Regions from separate parts of the Mus musculus genome. Here region 1 is linked to region 2. The links are chromatin contacts, called in public Hi-C maps. All regions are on one chromosome and are shown on one strand. Each heading gives the region's core, a stretch centred on a gene start, on an enhancer-like site or on the middle of the called end of the contact. The rest is flanking DNA. Distances are from core to core; before and after follow the strand shown. Region 1 holds the start of Selenof (selenoprotein F). Region 2 holds the start of Ints12 (integrator complex subunit 12).

Region 1 (6,255 bases), core at 2,885-5,384, about 11 Mb after region 2:
AAACTAAGGAACTACTAGTTGACTTAACAGCATCGTTTCACAGCCTCAGTGTCAGAAATGTAAACCTGAGCATGTGTGTGCTCTGGCAACATCCAGTGCCTTAACCTCTGGGGTAAACACTGGTAAGGAACATGTTTCCTTGACCCAGACATACCCCCTATTCAAACATCACCTAAAGATACCAGCAACACTGTTTATAATATCAAGAAAATAAATAACAAGACTTAAAAGTGGGGAAGTTGTGGAGACAAACTATTACTGACATAATAATTTAGGATACATACATAATTTGGAATATTAGATGGCTATTAGAATAAGTCAGAACATGTCAGATATGACATGAAAAAGATTTATAATATTAAATTTAAAAAAGCAAGTTGGAAGATAATATATAACAATAAGCTGCAGGAATATTTCCTTTAAGAAAAAAATAAACTATAAAGTAGAAAACTAATATTGGGAGCTTTAGGAATTCCTATTTAGATAATTTCCCAAGAGGCCAGTAACGATGCCTTAGTTTTGAATACACCTATTGCTATACTGGAGATAGATCTCCCCATCTATATTGTTGACTTTAACCAGGTTGCATTACGGTCATTAACAGACATTACAACCCTTTGGAATCTTCTACAGCCAAAAAAAAAAAAAAAAAAAAAAAACTATAAAAACTATTTTTAAGGGTAAAATGTTCAATAGCCTTCCAATGCCAAAATAAAAATGCTTTTTAATGCTGCATCTTACAATTACACCAAACAACCAAAGGTTTTCTTCTTCAATAGCAGGAACAAGCTATTTTAGCCCATTTCGCTGAGTAATATAATTACGTTCATTACATGGATATAAGCAAAGGGCAAGGCATTATAGCAATTCCTTTGTGTCAGAAATTGAGTTTTCTCAGAACAATATTCATTCTCAGCAATATATGCATCGATAACACAATTTATAAATGCTATTCAAAGAGCTCAACTGCAGTAGAATGCCACTACAAAGTCTCAAACCGCTTGTGTAATTACAGGAGTCCTCAATTAGGAAGCAAACATACCTGCCTTCCAATTCTGACTCCACCAGTTACTTACTGGTGATACAATCCTGGCCTGATCATATAATTTAAGGATTATTCTGTATTTGAAAAATAGTTATCTCTGGAGTTCTTGGAAGATTAGATAAGAATATCACAGACAACAGTTATCCAGTCACGACCTGAGTCTTTTGTCTCTTTCCTGGGGAGTCCGGATAACGGTCAGTGTCTCAGTACTGACTTTTAAGCAATACTGGTTTTATAAGGGGGTGGGAGTGGGAAGGAGGCAAGGTGAAGGACATTTACAATTTCTCTCAAGGATGAAGAAGGAAGAACACTTGAGGCCAGGAGTTCTGGCCCAGCCTGGGAAACACAACATAACACCTGTGTCTTTTAAAAATAAAAATATTTACAAAAAAAAATCTAATCAGAAGATTAATGAGCTGATATAAAGTTATATTATCTGTCATGCCGGCATCTCTGGGTTACTTTGAAAGCTATTTTTTCTCTCTTTTTTTTTTTTCTTTAAGACAGGATAATGCTATGCAGCAGCCCATACTGGTCTTGAACTCACCATCCTGGGGTGTCAGCTTTTAGAGTACTGAACTACAGGCCTGGCCCACCGTGGTCAGCCCTGGCCTATCTCTCAGAATTATTTATTCTGGCGCATAATTGCTGTTTCCCTCATAGATACTCATTTGGACGCACTTATTCCTGACAGGACTTTTTTTTTCCCATTTATGAAAACTATGAGGGTACGCATGGTTCTACCTGTGGTGTTCTATATCCTCAGCTATTCTGGTGGCGTCCACAAACAGCTTCCAAGCGCTGGAGAGGAAACTGTTAGGTCAGGAAGACAATAGGCACATTCAATCAGGTTGAGCCTCTACAGCTAGAGAATTCCAAAAGCCAATTGAAGAAATAGTAAATACAAGTGCTCATTTTAACAACTTTTAATTTATTGTAAGCTGAGTCACTTTCTTTCCTGTAAAACTGGATCATGAATGAGGCCAGACTCTGACTGTAAATGTTGTACAGATGAGCCACGTGAAAGGCAAAAGGAGATACTGTTCAACCTTCAATATTTAAACTGAATAACTTTTAGCACATAAAACCTTTCTAAATCCAGTACATACATTCAGTAGTTCTTCAAATTTCACTCTAGAAAGGAGGACTGGACTGCAAGTACCTTTGGCTTCTCTTTCACACGGAGCTGGACATCAATCAAACGATTCTTGCTTTTATAACACTATTCTTTAAAATGTGTTCAAGGCTTCCTTAAAATCTACCAAAAACTTGGAAATATCTACTATATATAAAATTTAAATTCTTTTCTGGTACTTCTTTTCTTGAAAATTAATCCGCACCCCCAAGCTGCATCTAGCTGTTCCTCAAGGTAACTTTAAATCGTGTTTAAGAAACAGGCAAGGTCAAAGTGTATGCAAAAGCTGTTTCCCATATTCAAATTACATTCTCTGAGCTGATTTTCAAGTGTCACATACATTTTTAAATCAAAACGCGTCAATGATTAAGTCCCTGTCTCCAGAGCACTTCCAAATACCAAAGTTCTCCACTATCCGGAAGCACCCGACTATCCGCGCTTTCGACTGCTGTTGCACAAGTTCGCACTCCAATTTTGTGTTTCAAGCACCCTTTTCCATTCGGGCACTGAGAGAGACGCTTTAAGAGACCCATATGGTTCACTCTCCCCACTCTTTTCCTTTCACAAGGTAAACCCTGCAATTCCAAACCCTCAACGTTCCCCTCTTGTACATGCAATCAGCCTAAACTTACGACCCCACTCTGAAGCCCAAATCAACCAGTTTAGCGTCACTCATAAAGAACTTCAGTCCCCCAGATGTCTCCTTTTCGTGCCATCATCGGCTCCGCTGTCCCACACCGCCAGCCTACCAAAGCTGTCAGTTCTAAGGTCCCTTACTGCCCTAGGCTCAGGCATGCCTGCCACTCACTACGGTGAGCCGCTTTCACTCCCCATCATTCCCGGAGTCTCCTTCCATTTCTACCCATCTCCCCGCGACGAATCTCCCCACGACCACCATCCCCAAAGGATCCTGTGCCCAGGTGCCCCTAATTCAAATTCCAGTCCCCATCTCTGCACATGACTGGGGCTTTGCAGAACGATTTGGAAGAGAAGAGAGAGGGAGCGTTTGTGTCCTCCAGCAGCACCAGCTCCAGGCAGACCTGGGTCCCCTCTCTCAGTGAAGGGCCGACGGGGCAGCCCTCTGGCCAGAGACCTCGCGCGTGCAGCTCATCAGCCCAGCTTCCCTCCCCGGTGGCGGGAGCTCGACGTGCCCGGGTCCCAGCTCTCGAGGTTCTCCGAGGCCCCCTGAGGAAGCCCACTTGCTATAGCCGGCAATGCCCACCCGCCAGCCCGGCCCCGGCGCACCGCTCGGCTGCCTCACCTAGCTTCGCCCGGGACTCCTCCAGCTTCTGGATCTGGTTCTCCAAGAAGAGCATCGCCACCGCGAAGGCCACCACCGCCAGCAGCTGCAACTTGGGCGGCATCATAATCCTGAGGAGCCCCATGAAACCCGCCGCTCGCGATCAAGACATACCGCGGGGGGCGGGGAGCGGGGCCCCGAGGGCGACCGAAGCGCCGGGAGGAGACCCCGACCCGGGAGCTGCGCGGACTGCCGCGCCGCAGCGACCCCCTCCTCCTCTCCGGTCTCCCGCCCGCGGGAGCCAGCGCCGGCCGCCTGGTGCACGCTTCTCCCCGGCCCACTCGACGGCCCTGGCGCCCTCCTGCCGCTGCCGCTGCCGCTGCCCCCTGGCTTCGGGACCCCACGGCCGCACGCCCTCTTCCCTCGCTTCCTCCCTTCCCTCCCTCGGTCGCTCGCGGCCGCGCGCTCCTCCGGTGGCGATGCGGCTGCGGCTGCGCCGCCCTCGGCCCGCCCCCTCCCCTCCCCCTCGGCCACCACGCGCACGCCTTGACGCACGCTGCCCGGCAACCAGAGGCTCCACCCCCATCCTCCGGTACAGTGGTGTTCATTGGTCCGAAGAGAGGCCGCTTCTCGCCCTTTCGGTTCGATTTACGGTTGGGTTCCTTGTCACGGGACTCAAGCAAGGCGTTGTCCGATTGGGTAAACTTGGAGGAGGCGGGGCTACTGATGGCCGAGCTGGGGCTTCGTGGATAGCCGATTGAATGTCGTGAATAAGAAGCCCCGGTGTGGGGAGTTTAGGAAAATGCCTAATTTGAATCTCTAAAAGAACCTGAGGACTGTTTAACAATCGATCACTTACAGGCTCCCATGGTCGCCTAACTAACACTCGTCTTTGTGGGATAATAGGCTTGTAGCAGTGGCCTTTCGCGGCGGGTTTCGCGTCAGGCAGTGCAGTGGACGTCCCCGGCACAGGGGTCCTCAGACCCCTGAAGATTGACGGCAGACCGCAGGGATGGCGGCAGGGCAGGGTGGGTGGCTGCGGCCCGCTCTGGGGCTGCGCTTGCTGCTGGCGACTGCGTTTCAAGCGGTGAGTGTGGACCGCCTCTGGGGCTGCCTCAAGGCTGGTCGGAGAGCGCGGATGTGGAAGGGCAAACCCGGGGCCACGCTTGGGAGCCGCCCGTGGAACGGGCTGCCTTAGCGGCCGCTTCCATCCGGAATGAAACGTGGCAGAATTCCAGCCGGAGCTCTAGAGACGATGGTTTCCTCGCTTCAGGCAGCTAGGATCGGTTTTTCAGAGCACAGAGGGTACATAGTCAGTAATGCTTAGAAAGGAGGGACGTTTCTTTGAGTGAGACACAAGTGAATGAAACTACCGCTGCTTACAAACTCCCAAACCTTAAAGGGTTTTGGTCCAGACAAGCGGTTTTCCTCGTTAACCAGACGACACGGGTTCTAAATCTCTGAAAGGAGTTAACCTGGTTTTGACTTACTTAGCTACTCATGAAGCAACTGTATTTTTGGTAAATTCCTCTATGGGAGTTTTCCACCCATATTTACATGTCTTTGTACTTAGGATACTTAAGTGATTTGTCCAAGATTTTGGAAAGTTAAAATTATACCGTAGGTCTCTAAATACTCTGTTCTTCATAGGTCTTATAGTTCACAAACGTTGTCTCTGCTTTTCTTACTTTGTCCAAAGAGTGGATTCTTAGCGTCTTACATTGCAATACAATGTTGTTTTGAAACATCTGGTACTTCAGAAAACACTTAGGGAACATCCCTTTAAACTTTTATACTGGAAACATAAGTAAATTGTTGGCTTTTCCCTCCCATTGTAGTCGTTTGAATGTGTTACCACTACCAAAAGTAACAAAGGAGTAATGTTTTCAAACTATCTTCAAAATCTCAGTAGGCTATGGCTTTGTAAATACCTGCCCCCACCCCCTTGCCAATCAATGTTTTTAAACAATTTAACCATCCTTTATGTTAGTGAAGCAGTTCCCTCATGGATGCACTGTTTGAGCTAGTTGGTGAATTTAACTAAAAACCCAAAGCTACTGTAGTTCTAGTCAGTGCCATTAACAGGGACCGCTCAGTTCTGCTGCTAACTCATCTCCCAGTAAATGACTGACTTCTTTTTCACAGCCGTCTCAGGACAATACTCCAAAAGAGCAGAAGCCTCTTAAGACCTTGCCATGGAGATCACAGATTCCCTCCTGGGAGACAAGGCTAAAAACAGAAAGCCAGATCCTCCCACTGTGTAAATAGATCCAAACTCCATCACATTAGACTTGTCAGAGTAAGTCCCCAGACCACGCCACAGGTGAACAACTCTTCCCAACTCCACAGCCGAATGGGAAGAGTGACAGAATTGCATTGCAAAGAAATGTCAGTACATGCTAGGACTAGAGTAGGAAGAACTTATGGCTACCTGTATGCCATGGTGGTTGTCCACCCAATCTTAACTTCAAACTCAGATGTCTTGTTGACTCCTTCCTATGTACTGCATATACTGGCAATTACCTAGCCTTTCTTATTCTTACTTCCAAAATATACCTGAAAACCAGTTCAATACTATGAGACCTTTCTTCTTGAAAATAACAGCCCACTGGCTTTTCTTCGAATTGCCTCTTTCTGCATTGAGACTCTTACGTAAAAATTGCCTTTATCAACTTCCTTATTGCCCAAGCTAGACATGTGTTCTATGCACATTTGGGTTGAGTTTGGTTATTCAGGCCAGTATATTGGCTTGCCTATGATCCATTAACTGGCTTCCACATCTAATTCTTTCTCATTCTGCCCTTACCATCTAGAGCAACATCTCTGAAATCTAAA
Region 2 (6,197 bases), core at 3,488-5,987:
ATATGCCTTTAATCCCAGCACTTGGGAAGCAGAGGCAGGCAGATCTCTGTGACAGAAAGAGCCAAGATGAAAAAGAGAGCGGGGTGCAGAGAGAGGGAGGGAGGGAGGGAGGGAGGGAGGGAGGGAGAGAGAGAGAATAAAAATATTAAAATTAAACATACTTCTTTTTTTTCCCCCGGTTTTTCAAGACTGGGTTTCTCTGTGTAGCCCTGGCTGTCCTGGAACTCAGAAATCCACCTGCTTCTGCCTCCCAAGTGCTGGGATTAAAGGCGTGCGCCACCACTGCCCAGCTTTAAACATACTTCTTTATCAACTAGAATTTTAAAAAGCAATTTGAATGTTTTGTGTTCAAAGTTCAAGGTCAGGATATTTGGCAAGGTCAGGATATTAAACAATAAATTACAATTCATGACAGAGCAAAAGTTATGTTATGCAGCAAAATATTGCTGAGTATTTTGTATTATTTTGTTTTACATTAAGAAATATTAGCCAAGCATGGCTCACTTCTTTAATCCCAGCATTCAAGGCAAGAGGAGCTCTGTGAGTTCAAGGCCAGCTTGGTCTACATAGTGAGTTCCAGGACAGTGAAGACTGAAGAAAGAACCTGCTTCAAAAAAACCTAAAGTAGTAACTGAATCTAAAGGGATCTATTCTGAAAACACTCAGAAAATTCTCTAGAATAAATACTATTTGCCCTTATAAAGTGGAGGAAAAGAGAATCAGGAGTTCAAAGTCATGGTAGAATACATAGCCAGTTCGAGACCAGCCTGTGTTAACGAGAACCTGTCTCAAAAACCCATAAATAGAAAATATTAATACTATCAGAATATAGCCTAAATTAAAGCACATTTTATTGTAGTAGGAACAATCTTATCAAAATAAAAATAATCAGAAATTATGTTATTAAAATATTTTCAGTGCCGGGCAGTAGTGGAGCACACCTTTAATCCCAGCACTTGGGAGGCAAAGGCAGGCGGATTTCTGAGTTCGAGGCAAGCCTGATCTAGAGAGTGAGTTCCAGGACAGCCAGGGCTACACAGAGAAACCTTATCTCGAAAAAACAAAAAACAAAACAAAACAAAAAATTTCAGTAAGGATGCCCCCCTCCTAAACCTCCATGTCAAGCATTAGTTATCTGCCAGTTTTTAACACTGGACACAATTCTCTGTCATCGCTTCTTGATTCCATTTACTGCATATTCTTCAGCTCCCTCAATGATTTCTGGCTCAAATCTAGTAACACAGGAGGATCACAAGTTTGAGGCCAGTTTGGACTATGTGGTGAATTCAAAGCAAGCTTGGAGATTTTAAGAAGGGGCTGTTTTAAAATCCAAAAGGCTAAGACATAGCTCAGAGAGTGACTGGCTTTATATATATATATAATATTTCCTGCCAGAAAATTGCAACAGCAAAACCTGATATAATGTCATGAGTACTTACTCTATTGCATGGAATAAATCTGATTATTTATGCTGTTTTTCCCTTTTCTTTTACGTTATGACTGTTGACTGATTTCATGGCCCATTACCAGTACACAAGCCACATCTCAACAGCATTGTTCTATGTGCTCTGCAGTGCCAATGGCTTTAAATATTATCCGACTCCTACATTTATTTCAGGCACATCTTGCCTGAGCTCCAGGCTCGACATTTCAATTGGGTATTTTTCTAAATGTGTTCATTTTTCTTTCCTGGCCCCATTGCTGATGAAATAGCAACACCATTCACCTACCTCCAAGCCTAAAGTCTCACCCAATTCCTTCATCTCTCACACCTGCTATCTCCTTCTTTGAAATAGAACCAAAATCTCATCACTTAGCACCCACACTGCTGCGCTTAGTACTGCTGGACTGGATGTCCCAGGAAGGCTGGTACCTAAGAGGGGGCTCCCTTCTCTGAGAAGGGGAGGGGTGGGGAGGGGAGGGATTTGTAAGGATGAGACTCTGAGGAGTGGGGGCACAATCCTGATGTAAAGTGAATAAATAAATAAATTAATGGAAAAAAAACCAACTTTCCCTCATTTTCTCCCGTATGGAATGAGGGCAGTAATAGCAGCAGCACCTTCCATCCTCTGTGCCATGGTAACTGACAGGGAGCCCTGAGGAAAAATGCTACCTACCTTCTTTATTTTGTTTTGAATAGTGCTACAGCTCAAATGCCAGGCCTCACTCATGCTGGGTAAGTACTCTGTCACTGAGTTAGACCTCACCCCCTACTATTCTTTAAAATGCACAAATTCTTTACCTAAGGACACTATTAAAACGCATAAACTTTAATGGGAAAAATCCAACTCGCGCTTTTTATTTGAAAACTTCTTCCAACAAAATGTGTGGACTATGTTGAACTTAAATGTGCTGCACCACAAACACTGATAAATTTAATACTGAGGTTTTAAACCCAAGGAGTCATAAAATGCTGTTGGGAATTCTTATGCCAATATACATATTAGCAGACTATATTTTATAAAATAAAAAGTTTGACATAGTTAACGAGTATGAACATTTACTGATTTCTCTCAAATATTGAAATCTAAATTTAAAGCTGCTCAATTCTCTGCATCAGACAATCTTCAATATTTTGAATGTACAACTTAGCTCATGGTTTAGACATTAAACAAAGCAGCATTATTTGGTTACAGACCCCACTTTATTACCATACAGATTTTTAAAAGTGCTTCTTCATAAATAAATAATAGTCAGTTACCTCTAGTTAAAAGTCCAAGAAAGAAATACAGCTTTTAGAGTTCATACTATGTAATGTAGGATTATAATTCAGGGGCAGTTAACCCATGATTAAAATTAGCTATTTGGATCCCAGGGCAAGAAATTTTTATTAAGTAAGAAAAGTTTGGAAGTGGAAATGCTTACTGAAATCTTAGTTATAGAAGAATATATAATCTCTCTGGAGATTCAAAGAACTGTCTGTTGTTATTAAGTCATAATACGTGCAGTTAACAGGGAAGGACAGCATAAAATGTAAATGCTGAAAATACCATCAAGCCTGAAAAAAATACTGAGTTACCTCAGCAAGCAATACTTATTTTATGATTACAAAGCTTTTAACTCCTGCCTCCCAAGAAATGTTCATAGAAGAAACCAGTAAGTCACTTTGCATTCAAGGATAAAAACAACACATACCAGGCAACAGTCTAAAATACTGATGGACACCAGGGTAAGTCCCAAATGTTTTTATGGCTACTAAATTACTGCTATTAATAAGGCCAAATGGATTATTGTTTGTGCTTATTTAAAACCATGTGCTGTTGAAACAAAAGCTAGAAAACATAAGAGGTTTAAAACAAAACTCCTTAAGTCCATAACCACAAAGCTTTTAGTTTTGTTTGAAATGGGGAAATACATAGTATTCTTTCCACTCCCCCGGCCCCGGACCTCACTGCATCCCATTTTCCCTTCCTTGAGAGCCCACCCCTTCATGGCCCCTTACTAGTTTAAAGGTGTTTTTCATTAGTACTATAGAACAACGTTCAAACCTCAATCTCCTTTTTGAAGTTAGGCCTCTTTAAAATGATTGAGTCACAATTTCAGCAGCGTCAATGGCAGTGTATGCTCCTCAAAGTGCAGTTTAACACTCATATAGCTTAAAGTTTGATCTACTAAATATGACAGCAAATCAGTTGTATTGTAACAGTTTATTCTCATGGCATTTCAAGACCATATTTACATGTTTAAAGTCACTTCCAGTTCTTGCTTTTTAAATTGTGGGACAGCACGAGGGAAACTTGACAAATGCCACCATCTTTAGCAATAATGTGGTACGAGATACACTCGTTTATTTTTTCTGACCTTAAGGAATTTATGACAAAGGATTTGGTGGTGAGTATGGCGGGGGATGGAGATGGGGTGGTGTAATTCCCCAGTCAAAGTTAGAGAGGTATGTATTAGGGTATTCTTTTTTTTTTTTTTTTCTTTTTTAATTTAAGCCAAAGCAGTTCTCGTGCAAACTCAAGCTTTCTGTTCGTGCTAATAATGGAAGGGCAACGCTGCTTTGGTGGGGATAGCAAATGTCCCCAAATGCAGCAGATCCTAACTGTAAAATAGTACGCATGTACAGCGTCCAATCAGGAAGGGCTGCGACGTAAAACTATGTCTTTGGGGAAAGTTAAGTCGTGCTCCAAGAGGTCTTTTTTCCTGCACTTAACTCAAAACGACCACACAACCCCCTACCAGGCAAAGCTGCCCTGTTGCTCTACCCACGCAGGGAAAAGACTAGAGGGATGGCTCGCAGCCGAGGGGCCCACGCGTCACTCAGCGGAACGGCGCGAAGCCCGTCCATCTGCACCCACAGCAAAAGCCTGCGGTGAATGTGGGGCTGGCAAGACTCTCAAGGGCTGCGAGCCGTCACCGGTCCCACCCTGGCCTCCAAGCCCAGCCCCGCCGACCCCTGAGGGCGAGCGCGGATCTCAGGAGGCGGCGGGGGGACGAGCGGCCCGAGCGCCCTCTTTACCTGGTCGCAGGGGCGCGGCCAGGCAGGGAGGGCGCGGGAGCATGCGGGCGACGACGCGGGCCACCGCGCCTTCCCGCCCAGCTCGAGCCGGGACTCCGAGGCTACTTCTGGAAGCCGCGGCCTGAGGAGGAGCACTCGCCTCCCAGCGAGGCCCTGAGCAGGGGAAAGGGGGCAAAAAGAAGGAAGAGACAACGTGTCTGCGCGTCCCCCGCCCAACGCCATTCATAATCCGGCGGACCGGAAGGAGTGCCCTACGTCACTTCCTGCTGTCTCACTCGGAAACGTTCCCCTTCCGACCTGTTGCGGGAACCTTTGTTTCTCTCTTCTTAAAGCTGGTGAGGGCGGGGACGGATTCGAAGAGAGCTACCGGGAACCGACCGAGTGGCGGGGCGGAGCGGTGAGTGGTGACGAGGGTCCCCGCTTCCTGGCGCCTCGGGGGGAGGCTCGAGACCCCGCGAGGGGCGGCCGGAGCGGAGCTCCGTGGGCTGTCGGTCTCCTCCCTGCTGGAGGGGAGACCTCATAATTTGCGGGGTGGTTGCGTGGCTCCGCCTGAGCGCTCCTCCTAGTCTGGAAGGACTGAGTGAGGAGGGCGCCGAGGACGGTGGCCCGGGGGACCGGGACCGTGGAATTGTCCAAGACCTTTGACCGAGGGTTCCGGAGACCTCTGTACAGCTCCCGTTTTACATCTCTGTTCTGGCCTCCTTGAGAAGGACTTACCCCTATTCGAGGCCGCCCCCAGTGTGTTTTGATTCCATCAAAGAATTGGCATTTCGAAGTGTCTCTTGACTCTCCTTAGCTTCTCTAGCGCTTGGGTTTGTTTTGGAATTGGGGTTTTTACATCCTGAGTTTCCAGACTTCCCCAAAGGCGAAGCACTAAATGGAAAGAAGAAGTTAATTGGAAAGGATTACAGAATCTTGCAGAAACACGAATGGGATGGTCTCGAGTGTTGTAATGAGTATTGCACTCTCTGCAGTTTCCTTTATCTCATGCACTAGCAGGTGATCAACTTAGAAGTTTGTTTGAAACTAGTAGGCAGGGTGAAAGAGATCTGAGAGAAAGCATCTATTTAGGTAGGGGTGCTCAATTTTGTTTGGGGACATCACAGCAGCCTTGAAAAGGACCATTTTGGCAAAAATCCAGTTGATTCAATAAATATTTTTTAAAAACACCTGTGAAATGCTACTTGCCAGGGAAATTCCTGCATTCCCCCTCACATTCCCCCTTCATAAACTTCTGCTCTCATAAAAGCTATACACTAGTGAGATTAATAATTAAAGACAAATGAAAGAGTAGAAAGTGAATGTTGCAGGTCAGAGCACTGTACACATCCCTACCCATAAAATAGACGATTGTCTTGCTTTTTTGTGTTTGAGTTATGTTGAGAGGAAAAGACAGTTGCATTTCATGAATGCCTTTTGCTGAAGTGACTAGAACTGTGTAGAGTAAAAGACAAGAATATTAGACTTCGGTGAGTTAGCTGAATATAATAGTCTGGTCATTGTTTTCAGAGTAACAGAGAAATAAGAGGAAGTGAGAGAAAAACCATACAGAGTCATCTGCCTTGAGATGGTATTTGACAACAAAATGCTCATGACTGCTGAAGAACAAATTGGTAGTGAGACTAAAGCAAGACAGAGCATTGGAACAATAGTGGCAAGAATGAGAAAGCCAGGGAAAGAGAGGTCCAATACCAACTTAAATGTAAAAATACAAAGTATCCCTCTTGTATTCACC

What was found. Hi-C and Micro-C count contacts between places; a contact is called where the count stands out from the background.
Region 1: a contact with region 2 is called in a Hi-C map of B cells, with 5 read pairs. The contact joins the promoter of Selenof here to the promoter of Ints12 in region 2. A contact is called at or near these places in 1 of 39 promoter capture datasets (cranial neural crest) and 1 of 484 Hi-C or Micro-C datasets (B cells).

What each region holds. Positions count from the first base shown.
Region 1 is chr3:144,566,293-144,572,547 of GRCm38.p6, forward strand. It overlaps Selenof (selenoprotein F), which reads left to right and starts at 4,135. Exons shown (of 5, transcript NM_053102.2): 1 at 4,135-4,507. The coding sequence starts at 4,433. It overlaps Hs2st1 (heparan sulfate 2-O-sulfotransferase 1), which reads right to left and starts at 3,924. Exons shown (of 7, transcript NM_011828.4): 1 at 3,442-3,924. The coding sequence starts at 3,565.
Region 2 is chr3:133,087,118-133,093,314 of GRCm38.p6, forward strand. Ints12 (integrator complex subunit 12) reads left to right here and starts at 4,738. Exons shown (of 7, transcript NM_027927.4): 1 at 4,738-4,859. It overlaps Gstcd (glutathione S-transferase, C-terminal domain containing), which reads right to left and starts at 4,708. Exons shown (of 12, transcript NM_026231.3): 1 at 4,463-4,708.